Regions from separate parts of the Zea mays genome. Here all the other regions are linked to region 1. Evidence: chromatin contacts called from public Hi-C data. All regions are on one chromosome and are shown on one strand. Each heading gives the region's core, a stretch centred on a gene start, on an enhancer-like site or on the middle of the called end of the contact. The rest is flanking DNA. Distances are from core to core; before and after follow the strand shown.

Evidence for each region. A called contact is a pair of places that touch in the nucleus more often than the background predicts.
Region 2: a contact with region 1 is called in a Hi-C map of leaf, with 5 times the contacts expected there. The contact joins the promoter of LOC100274517 here to the promoter of LOC103651364 in region 1. A contact is called at or near these places in 4 of 25 Hi-C or Micro-C datasets (ear, leaf and tassel).
Region 3: a Hi-C map of ear shows a contact between it and region 1, with 2.6 times the contacts expected there. The contact joins the promoter of LOC100276357 here to the promoter of LOC103651364 in region 1. A contact is called at or near these places in 5 of 25 Hi-C or Micro-C datasets (bundle sheath, ear, leaf and 1 more).

Annotation. Positions count from the first base shown.
Region 1 is chr3:215,146,676-215,150,525 of Zm-B73-REFERENCE-NAM-5.0, reverse strand. It overlaps LOC103651364 (protein MALE DISCOVERER 1), which reads left to right and starts at 2,142. Exons shown (of 13, transcript XM_008676981.4): 1 at 2,142-2,438; 2 at 3,283-3,561; 3 at 3,650-3,782. The coding sequence starts at 3,465. LOC103651365 (histone acetyltransferase HAC1-like) reads right to left here and starts at 712. Exons shown (of 1, transcript NM_001320145.1): 1 at 1-712. The coding sequence starts at 697. The coding sequence ends at 80.
Region 2 is chr3:214,803,643-214,807,681 of Zm-B73-REFERENCE-NAM-5.0, reverse strand. It overlaps LOC100274517, which reads right to left and starts at 2,573. Exons shown (of 3, transcript NM_001148874.1): 1 at 1,983-2,573; 2 at 161-716; 3 at 1-12. The coding sequence starts at 612. The coding sequence ends at 184.
Region 3 is chr3:214,736,153-214,739,652 of Zm-B73-REFERENCE-NAM-5.0, reverse strand. LOC100276357 reads left to right here and starts at 1,937. Exons shown (of 2, transcript NM_001175293.1): 1 at 1,937-2,436; 2 at 2,939-3,500. The coding sequence starts at 2,077.

The DNA of each region.
Region 1 (3,850 bases), core at 893-3,392:
CCTGTGCCCCGCGGCGCGACGGTGGATCAGGCCCTAGAGGCTCCACGCCTTGCGCCACCGCGGCGGCTTCTTCGCGGGGCTATGGAAGGCAGCGTCTAGGCTGGCGGAGAAGTCCTCGACGAGTGAGTTGGTGCTGAAGCAGTGGTCGAAAAGGTCTTCGGCGTGGTGGAAGTGGTAGAACTCCGAGCTGCCCATTGCAGGGGATTCCTTGCCGTTTACAATGGCGGCCGGTGGTGCGTTCATTGGAACAGGTACATGTCGACGCATGTACCAGAAGATCAAGCATCTTTCTTAGCTGCTGGAGAAGCATTTGCCGAGCTTCTGCGTTTTGAGCATCACGGACAGCAGTTGATGGATGGTTCGTTAACTTGTGAGGATGAGTAACCACTCCTTTTTGGAAACAAGAGTTGCACACATCAAAATCTGGACAAATCTCGCACCGCCAGCCTTGACCAGATTCAATATCATGACTGCAGACATTGCACGTAGTGACAAATGCTGGTGCAGTTGGATTGTGTAGGTGGTACAACACCATCATTGATGAATGCTTGGCGCATCGAAGTGTGTCATACTGATAATGATTTCCTTGGCAAAGACTAAGGAATGCCTGTCTGGTGTCAAAGAACTCACTTTCCAATATGTCATCTCTATCTTTGGTATCTTTGGGCACCCCAAAAATATCAACCGGATGGAGCATATGTGTGTCTCTATTATTACTTGGGTGCCTCTCCCTGTCGTCAAGTTGATGTTCTTCCGCTCAAGGAATCTCATCAATATTTTTGCCAGCAGCAGCTGCACGGGCCTCTGCTTAAGTCGTTTAAATAGCCAATCTTCTATATGATCACTAAGAACAGTTCTCGGCAAATATTTTGCCCCAATAACAGCACTCTGTGGTAAAGGTTTGCGTAGCCCACATTTGACCTCCTCAACATAGCAATTGGGGCAAGAATATTCAGCTTGTCCTCCATCGTTCCTTCTTCCATTAAATAAAGCACAAATTTGATGTTGCCAACATTCACATTTGGTTTTCCTGATTTAGACACAGTCGCATCAGTTGGACCATTTGTTTCATTCTTAACCTCAAGGGCGGTTTCACTTGTCTCTTTGTCAACCGACAAGTTTTCTTGCTTGATATGAGAATTAATCTCACTGGGAACACCAGGAATCACATTACACCTTGATGCAGACAGATTTCCATCAATACCATAACTAATTTTTATGGGCTTTTGAGGAGCTCGCATGTCAGCCTTTGCATCAACCTCTCGTTTCAGATATGATGTCTTGTTATTGTGGTCAAGCTGCTCAGGCTGTGTTTCCTGCAATGCAAAGCCTGAGTTTACATGATAATTGGAGACTACAGACATATCATTCTCTAGGCCACTAGGTGATGGATGATGCGTCTTCAAGCGTTTTGGAACAGATGGTTGATCATCAAATGCTTCAACTGACATTGGGTCAACATCCATTCTATCACCTTTTATCCCGTTCATGATTGTCTGAGGCACACTTTGTTGAGCAAGTTTTCTAGACTCGAGAGCTTTTTGCTTAGATGCCTGTTCAATTGATTGGCGCAAAGACTCTAGGTTGCTGAATATTTTTTCTAGGTAGCTAGGACGATGAATTAACCTGAGATGACTATGTTGTTTATACATATAGACTGTTGTCAGTATAAATTAGGTTTGCTGATGTAGCCTAATTCACATGCTTCTGCAAACATGGTGAATGATCAGATTTCAATGTATATGGTTATGACTTATCTATTCTCGTCAAATAATGTGAGATATTGAGGTGAATAATAAATTATGTGTTTCTTATCTCCAAGTAATCGTTATGCACTAATATTTTAATAACGAGAGCATAGAAACGATAAATAGTGTTTCTGTATCCCAATATATCTTATTATTATATGTTGACTCCGTAGCAAAGCACGGATATACACCTAGTAGATTTATTAAGTTTATTTCAGGAGCTGTTGGAAAGCAGATTTACTACTATTTCTCTAAATCATCAATTTAAGAAGTTCTTTCGGGTGAAGTTGCTCTAAGCACGAAAACGCACACTAGAAACTCCTCTCGTTTGCGCGTCCCCACCTGGCCGGCGCAGGCCCCACCGCACGTCTCTTGAGGCCTTGTTTGTTTGGGTCGGATTGGTGAGTCGGAATAATTCCCGGCCGGATTGCTTCTCTAATTTATATAAACTTTGATTAGCCGGAATGATTCCGGGTACAATCCGACGCAAACGAAAGTCCTGAACCAGCCGCGAATCGCGAGTCGAGACTCGCGAGGCGCGCGCGCCTGCCGTTCTCCGCCTCGGGTCGCCGCCGGTAGCCGGCCACCGTCCCCGCCACGACGGATCGCAAGCTGGCGAGGAGCTCCGAGCGACTAAGGGATCCACGCATCCAGCCGCCGGCCGCCAGGCCGCGGCGCCCCGAACCACGGGTAAGAACCCATCTCTGCAGCGCCTCCGCGAGTCTGCAAGGCCATCGGCGTCGGTCGATCGCATTTCCTATCAGCTCGTCGCGGAAACCCAGCTCCGATTTGTTGCCTCTTCCCTTAACAAGCTCTTCGATTTTTTTTTATTTTTCATAAAAGTAGCTGCAACCTGTTTGGGATCGTTAACCTGGTTTAACTGTCCTCTTCCCCTTTGCACAAATTTCTTTTCCCCCTTCTGAAGCACAGCATTTTGGCGTCGCTGCGATGTCCGGCCGCGATTGGCAGCAATGGGGGCGGCGGAACAATGTCAATGCGGTGCGGGCCATATTCTATTGCCATATGTGATGGTGGTGTATTATCCAGTTTTTAAAGCCTGCTTCTCTAATCCTGGCGTGGAATCGTCCTACTCCTACAGGTGGCGGGGGAAGAATTCCATTCACGTCTGTCGCTTAAAAAAAAAAAAGAGTGTGTGTGTGTTTTTGGCTTCGTCGTGTCGCCTCGCGCCTAGCGTTGTTGGTTTAGTCTCTGTCTACTACGAGTCTACGACTACGCGTTCCTCCAACAGCGGACGACCGCTGTTTCCCTCCCCCTCCCGCCCGTCCTCTCTCTTCCCCATCTCCTTCTCCTCCGTTCCCTCACCCGCTGCCGTGTAAGCACCCCTCGCTCTGTCCTACGAATCCTCTTTTCAGTTTCTCGATTCGAATCGCGTGATCGCCAGGCAAAACAAAAAGGCGCTAGAGCTGTTTGTGTTGCTTTATGGTGATTGCAAGTTTCCTCTGCTCCCCATCGCCCTTTTCTCTGGCGCCTCTGACTCTCTGAGCTGTTCCCGTCTGTTTCCTCTTGCACGCAGGCGCGGAGCGGGTGTGAGGCTGCAGTGCCTGGGTGGAGCTCGCGTGGTCCCTGCAGCGGCCGCAATGCCTGCCCCACGCGCCTGACCATGCATTCCAGGCTGCTCAAGAGGCTCGCGAAGAGGATCATGTGACGGCACCTTGCCGTCGTTTCGACCATCGCGCGCCTGCGGGACGGGGAAGCATGCGGAGGATGGATGGCTTCATCTCGTCGTCGTTGGCGCTCGTCGTGCTGGCGCTTCATCTTAGCGTGGATGGCTGCTCGGCGGTCAACCTTGAAGGTACGGGCCTGCGTCTCGCCACCGGTGCATGGTTTCGGCGCTTGCATTGTCCTACTGACTTGCCGCGCGTTCCCTGTGGCGTGCGCAGGGTCGATACTGCTCAAATTCCAGTCAAGAGTGGAGGAGGATCCGTATGGCGCCATGGTAGGCTGGAGCCCGCGCGACAGCGATCCCTGCAGTTGGAACGGCGTGCGCTGCGTTGATGGCAGAGTTGTAACGTTGTGAGTTGGATGCTCTCCCCTTCTGTGCAGTGGTTCGAATTTCCATTTCACCGTATCAGACTATCAGC
Region 2 (4,039 bases), core at 1,324-3,823, 340 kb after region 1:
TACTACACATTTCTGCAATAAAACTCCAAATTTAAGGAGAAAGAACCTTATTAGCAAGTACAAAACAATGGCCAAAGGTCGTCATGCGTGCTACAATTACAATACTCCAAACATTAGTCGACATAAGAGCAACATGGTGTATTATTATGTACATATATACCTACGATTAGCTTTGGGTGCTCATCAGTCATCACCAGCCATATACAGGGTGTTGTACTTGAGGAGGCAAGAGACCCATATCCACACATTGCTCTTATCGTAGTCCCGGGTACCAGGAATGGCTTCGGTTGCCAGCCTGAGAACCTCATTGCCGGTTAAGCATCGATGGGCCAACGCTAGACCGCCATCCATGATGTCGAACAAATTAGGCTGTGAGGTTCTTTTATTCTTTCTTTTCCTACCTTGTTTAGGCTGAGCAGCCTCATTGTTCAGAACCTTGTCAAGGTCTGAGTACTCCATGAATCTCTCAGTCGCTGCCTCCCATGAAAGGTTGTATCTTTGCTCAGGGGTTAGCTGTTGGGGTTCTCTATCCATTGCCTCTTTCACTCTCGCAACAAACTCCTCTGAAGTCTTGTATGTCAAACAGTTCGGAAAATGACATGAAAAACTCATTTCATGGATGTCTTGCGCAGATCATGAATTTCCCCATTGAAAGAGCCTCTATTGTTGTTGTGCACAGGACATCACTAATGCTCGGATTTATGAAAACCTTGTACCTGAAAAAAAATACAAACAGCAAATGGCAGCATCAGTAATCAACAAAAAAAGTGGAATACAGAATTAATTATCTTTGACAATTGCCTTAAACTTGTTGCAGGAGCGTTGACTTTTGACATAGAATATGCTAGATGGCTAGAGGACCAAAATTAGCAAATAAATGAGTTGAGGACTGCAGTGAATGCTCATGCAAGTGAAAGTGATCTACGACTTATTGTAGATGGCATAGTGGCACACTATAATGAAATATTCAATACAAAAGCTGATGTATTTAATATACTTTCACTTTTTTAACAAGGAGGAACTAAATTCGCTAGTGAACATCGGTGTCAGATCTAGCGTTTAAACATATTTAGAAAAGCTTATGCCTAGATCCTGCCACTGCTAAACATGAACTATGGAACTCCAAAGTGCCAAACAGTGATGAAATGTGCAGGGCAAAGGGATCCTCATAGACAACACAATTTGTCTGACTATATTGCAAAGCAAAATATGCAACATCATGTGAGAAATAAAATTCTAGACCAATAGTGTTGTACAATGTCTTGTGTATAAGTGGCACAGATAGGTTATCACAAACTATGGGACCCATTAGAAAAAAAACATTTGGTCTCACATATATATAGCACTAAAATCAGAAATGAATTTGGGGTACAATTGGTGTATTGAGCCTTCCCAACTCCTACCTAGAACTGACTGCAAGCTCTAACCATTACCAAATCAATGAACAACATGCATCACAGTCGCATCGGCAATAAAAACATATCTCATTTAGAAAATGATTTATTGTGTTTTACAACATTTAGAATTGTACCAAACTTCATGAGACATAACCCTAAACAAAGACTCGTGCCTAATAACAAATTAATTGTTCTGCTCAAAATGAGACAACTCCTACGCTTTTACTGACATGAACTTAACAGAGCACCCTATACAAACAATACCAAACGATGTACTTTCTCATAATCCATATATGCATGATATGGGTGTGAATGTGTACTGAGCATGGATGCTCATGCTTTTATATACCGATGGAAACTTAGTGGAGCATGGACTCGATGCCATGTCATTTCCATATTTTTATGCGTGGGGGACTCTTTTATGTTTCTTGCTTGTGACTTCTGTCTGAGATTTTTATTATCAGGAATTCACAAATAATGTACCACTCCGGCCAATAGTAATTACAGAAGGAGATTTTAGTGAATTGAGTCCAAAAGAGGCAATGGAGTAGCAGGAAGGAGATGAACTCATATTGGAGGGCGGACCGAGGCTCTCCGATTTGCTCCGTCGTCGCGTTGCCGTGCCACACGAGCACCAACCATTAGCTCCTAACGACAGCGGGATCTGGGCTTGCGATGCCTCCATGGATCTGGCCAGGAAGGAGATGCTGGAGTCAGCCTCGGGCGACAACACAAAGAAGTTCGCGCATACTCCGCTTGACCTCCCGTGCATGGAGAAGTTTGCGCCTGCTCCTTCTGGATCTCAATGAACTCGAGGTCGGGTAGGACAGAGGCGGCGCCATCGGGGAGGCCACCAAAGGGGTTGGGGCGTCCTCCTCCTTGACGAACGCGGTGACAGAGGTGGAGACTGGGTAGGATGGAGGCGGCGCCATTGGCACATCGAGAGAGACGAGGTGCTGCCGGTCACCCGCGCGTAGGGAGGCGATCGTTGCGGGCGTAGGGAGCGGCATGGCGGCGGGTGTGCTGTAGTGGCGCCGGTAGGTGGGTTTTGCGGCAGGATTCGTAGGGGCAAGGCGACGGGCGCGTGATCCGCGCACGTAGGGAGGGGAATTGCGGTTGGGGGGGTGGGGGCGTGCGCGTGATCCGCGGGGTAGGGGAATCGGCGATGGCGGCGGGCCTGTGCGGCGGGCGCGTGATTCGCGCGCGTAGGGAGGGGAACGGGCGTGCGCGTGATCCGCGGGGTAGGGGAATCGGTGGGGGCAGTCTACATTGTACCCTTAATAGTTAGTAGAGAGGTGTGGGTTCAAACTCCACCTTCTGCACCTCTTTTTAACATAACCCACCTCCTACATCGCTTTTAAACATTTTACGTGAGTTAATTTGGAAGAAATGTAGGGACTTTTTTGTAAATAGATGACGCAGGACAACCATTGAAACTGGTGCTTTAAGTATAGTAGAGATATTATAAACATGCATGCATCCATTTTGGAAGAAAAGTGTTAGCTTGGTTCCAAAATAATAGTGTCAAAATAACCTAAATATGCCAAAGTCTTCGTACTTTGTTAAATATCTTATAAACACATGCTAATAAGTTCATATTCCAAACCTCTAGAGCTAATTGTTAGTCAGCTAATAAGTTGTTAGCTAAGTTGAAGGAGCTAACAATTAATAGCTAGATATAACTAACAATTAGTTGGTCTATTAGCCGACCTGTTCTAAATCTATCAGCTAATTTTAACTGCTAATTATTAGTTTGAGGGGTTTGAAACAGAGTCTAATTGGAAGGTTAAGCTAGAAACTTGAGACACTACGCAGGGTTGGGCTTTATGCAAGTGCGATTGCACAGGGTCCAAAATTCTTAGGGGAGGTGCTAAATAATTTTAGCTCAGTAATAGACCTAAATAATATATATTACTGAGCAGCCAAGCATTACACCATCTAAGCTGAACCCAACTAGCAGCTTGACCGCTGCTCTTCTGAGATGTATCTATAACAATTAATACATATATTTATTTATGTATTCTATTACAATATAATTTCGTAAAAAAACTATGGATAAATTTGTTATAAAGTGTCACAAGCGTTATCTAGTTTTTTTGTAATTCAGAATACATGTATTCTATTACAATGTAATTCTCGTTATATTTTTCTATAAAATAGGCTCTTCTTTGAAGTTTAGTAGAGGGTAGGGATGGCAACGGGCACATTTTACCCGCGTGCCCGTGGGTAAAAACCTTATAGGGTGCGTGTTTAGGTGTGAGTTTTGAAAGGGACATAGGGTCAAACCTTTTCCTATATGAATTTTGGTGGTTGAATTGCCCAACACAAATTATTGGACTAACTAGTTTGCTCTAGATTATGAGTTCTACAGGTGCCAAAGGTTCAACATAAACCAATATAAAGTCCAAGAAAGGGTTCAAATAAAAAGAGCAAAAGACAACCGAAGGCTGCCCTGGTCTCGCGCACCGGACTGTCAGGTGTGCCACCGGACAGTGTCTGGTGCACCAGGGAGGAACGGCTTTGAACTGCTCAGCTTCGAGAATTTGGGGAAGCCACTCCGCTATAATTCATCGGACTATCCGGTGTTACACCGAACTGTCCGGTGAGCCAGCGGAGCAACGACTATCTGCGCCAACGGTCGT
Region 3 (3,500 bases), core at 688-3,187, 410 kb after region 1:
TATACCCAAGTTTGGTGTGGTGCCGTTGCGGTAGAAGCCACCATGTGGGAAGAAGATACTACCCTCGTGTTTATCTTATCGACTATAGTTCTTCAAGTTGGTGTTATTATTGTAACCGAATGTACTAAATAAAGTTATGTATGACTGTGGCACCACTTGTGTAATGTATTTCACCAGAGACTGTTTTGGTGCTTAAATACATGTTTAGCTTCGGTTGTTTAGACCGGGGCATTCCACATCACTCCTTCAAGAAAAAACAAATGAGATGATAAGGATCAGTGTGGGCATACCATTCATGTATGCCATGGCAGAGGCTCGATTCAATTCAAGTTATAGTCCATCTCATATATATCAGAAGCAATCTCGGGTAAAATCAATGGCCAAGACACGTAAGGACTTCGTTTTCGACGATTAACATGCACGAAAACCAAATTTTATAATCTAACAGATGGTTTTGGTTTAATGTTAAATTTCATGCAGGACCAATAGGAATAATCAAAACAACTCGGCATATAGAGACTGTGAGGGTGTTGCGACATCGTGTCTTGGTCTATTGAATCGTATATCGTCTTAGAGCTCATTAGAATGCATCTAGGGGTGATCACACCCAAGAATTCACAATTATCCATTGTCTCTCTTGTTAGGGCTTGTGTTTTGTTATGTTCTTATTTTTCTCATGAATAGACATTGTTCGTTGTACTAGTATTGCCAAGGTCGATTGTTGTGAACCAAAGCCTTTATTCTTGATCTTATTCACTTTGTGTTGACTAGTCCTTTCGGATCAAGACTTGAACCTCCTATCAATTTCATAAGCTTCATATAAACTTGCAATTTCATATTGCGCTCATACCGTTCTTGTCTTTGTTCTTGATTCGCATGGAGGAAAGTCTTCTTGACGAGATCAATCATGTTTTGTGTGGTTGATAACTGGCATAACAATGATGTAATGATTGTGGCGGTCCAAATTAGACTTGGTTTAAAGCCTAAATCATGAACATCGAGTTCTCGTCAATCGAAGTTTATCATACTTATCAGAAGATTGGACCACATCTATATCAGATGCATATTGGTGGTTTTATAGGAAACTAAAAGCTATTCAATATCTCTTCTTTAAATGTATTTATTTATACTAGGTTAATATGGAGGGTCGTCCATATAGTGCTTGGTCTTAATCCATATTTAAATGTCTATTCATATTTAATAATTGGTATCTTACAAGAGATGAGATAAAAACCTTCAGATAAAAACCAGCTTCACACCCAGCCCGCCGTGCACTTTCCCCCGGGCCTTGGATTTGTTGATCTTCTTGGTCCGGGCGGCGCTGGAGGAGGCGTCGTTCTGCGGTTCCGCCGTCTCGGGCTGCTGCTGCTGCGGCTGATCGCCTGACCTTCGTTTCGGTTTCGTGGCTGGGAGGAGGAACAGGATGGCGTCGTGGAGCTCGGTGGGTGTCAAGAGCGGGCGGAGGCGATGAATGACGCCGTCTCTCGGGGATCAGCAGCCGGTTCTGGTGAGGGTCCAGGTCGGTGGCCTTCAAGCACTTCTCGTCGTCGATGAAGTGCACGGGCAGGTCGGCGCGCAGGCCCAGCGCCACGAGGAAATGCTTGCGCAGGCACGGGGGCTCCTGAGCTCCTCTCTGCCGGCATCGAGCGACGGCGTCCGCGGATGAGGCGGGATGGCTCCGAATGGCGGCGGTGCCGATGCCTCGAGGAGCCAGGAGGAACGTGACTGTGGACTTGTGGAGGTCTCCTCCTCATCCCGCGCACACTTGTTGGCGACGGTGTCGTAGACGGCCATCTCGACTCTAGAGGGCTCTTCTTGAAGCCGGACAAGGACGGCGCAGAATGGAATGAGGAGAGGAGACCGTTGCCGTCCCGCCCAGTCGTTGCGATATTTATTGAGCGACAGGATAAGCTCGCGCTAGACTGAACTCTGGTCCCACTCCCAAATTCATTTTTCTAAATTAAAAAGGGGGAAAGGGAAAGATTATCTTCTCCGTCCCCTCCCCCCTCCCCTCCCGTACAGCTGTCTGTCTCGGAGCAGCGGGCAGCGGCGGCCGGCAGGCAATGCAATGAAGAAATGCTCGGCGTTGGCCTCGGCGTCCGACTGATGGTAGCTGTTGCCCCTGCGCCTCCAGTTCCAGCCCCACCAGGCAAACCGCCCCTTCCTCTCTGCTCCTCTCTCCGCCACCGCTCCTCCGGCTGGTGGTTCTCCAACGGCGACGCCCATGGAAGAGACAGCACCGCCGCCACCACGAGCAGCAGGGCGACGAGGCGGAAGTGGTGGTCCGACCCCGACGGCAGCCAAGAAGACTACGGTTCCTCTTCTCTAGAGGAGGACGAGTACGGTTACGGTTACGACTACGATTACGAGGATGAGGCTGCGTTCCCCGGATTTGGAGGGGCTGGGGAGATGTTCGACGAGCCCTGGTTCTCCAAGGTCTGGTACATACGTATTGTGTAAAATTTCTGCTCCTTTCCTTCCTTTCTGGTACCCTCTGTCAATATGCCATCAATAATTTCTATTTTCCTGCGTGCTTGAACCTTCATAGTCATAGACTCATAGGTACTAATGTTACCTGTCTGGACAGTGGATGGGGACCATAGATCCTTTGCCACTCATTCTTAGTTATAACTAAAAATGCTTCAAATTAAATCAAATCGTCTTCCATTTTTTTCTCTCTCTGGTATTAATTCAAGCAACTGTATAATGCTTTTGCCTGGTAGATCTAATTAAACCAAATCTCTGCTTATAATTCTCTGATTGGGATCTTAACTTACAATCAACTAACCTAGACTTGTCAGCTCCAGTTCATGCTGCTTTCCATTCCATCAGTAATGTAGCATGCATCAGTACTGTAATCAATCGATGGACGAATAATTGTGCTTCATTGTTGTAGTGACTAATCAAATGGCCTGCTGCTTTCTGTACTTGTGAGTAGGTATTCAAGACGTACGGATTCATGCTACCGGTGATGCTTGCATCCATGTTTGCTGTAACAGGGCTAAAGGCCTTTCTAATGGCCATGGCGATCCCGCTCGGTCAGTCGGCCATATCATTTATAATTGACGCTGTATGGCCAAGGAGAAAAGGCAACCGTGACGACAGGTGGAGGAGACCAGTCCAAGAGGAGGAGGAGGAGGAGGAAGATTTCCCTAGGGACGCCACTGACTTTGCAACAGGTGGTCGAGGCAGATACAGCAGCAGCTATTATGAGGGGAGGAGAGGGAGGCAGAGCTACCAGTCAAGTGTCTCTAACGATTTTGCTGATGCTGCCTCAGCTGCTGTTGGAGCTGATGATAGCACCAAGAGCAGCAGCAGTGGAGATGGCGGAGGCAACAAAAGCAGCGGTGGATATGGAGGATGGGATGAGCTTCTGGACAACAATAACAACACTGCTGCTGCCCGGGAGGCAAAGAGGAGCAGCAACTCATTCTCAGCTGGCAACACTTATTACAGCACGAAATCGCGGCCTTCGGCGACTGGGGAGGCAGATGCGGATT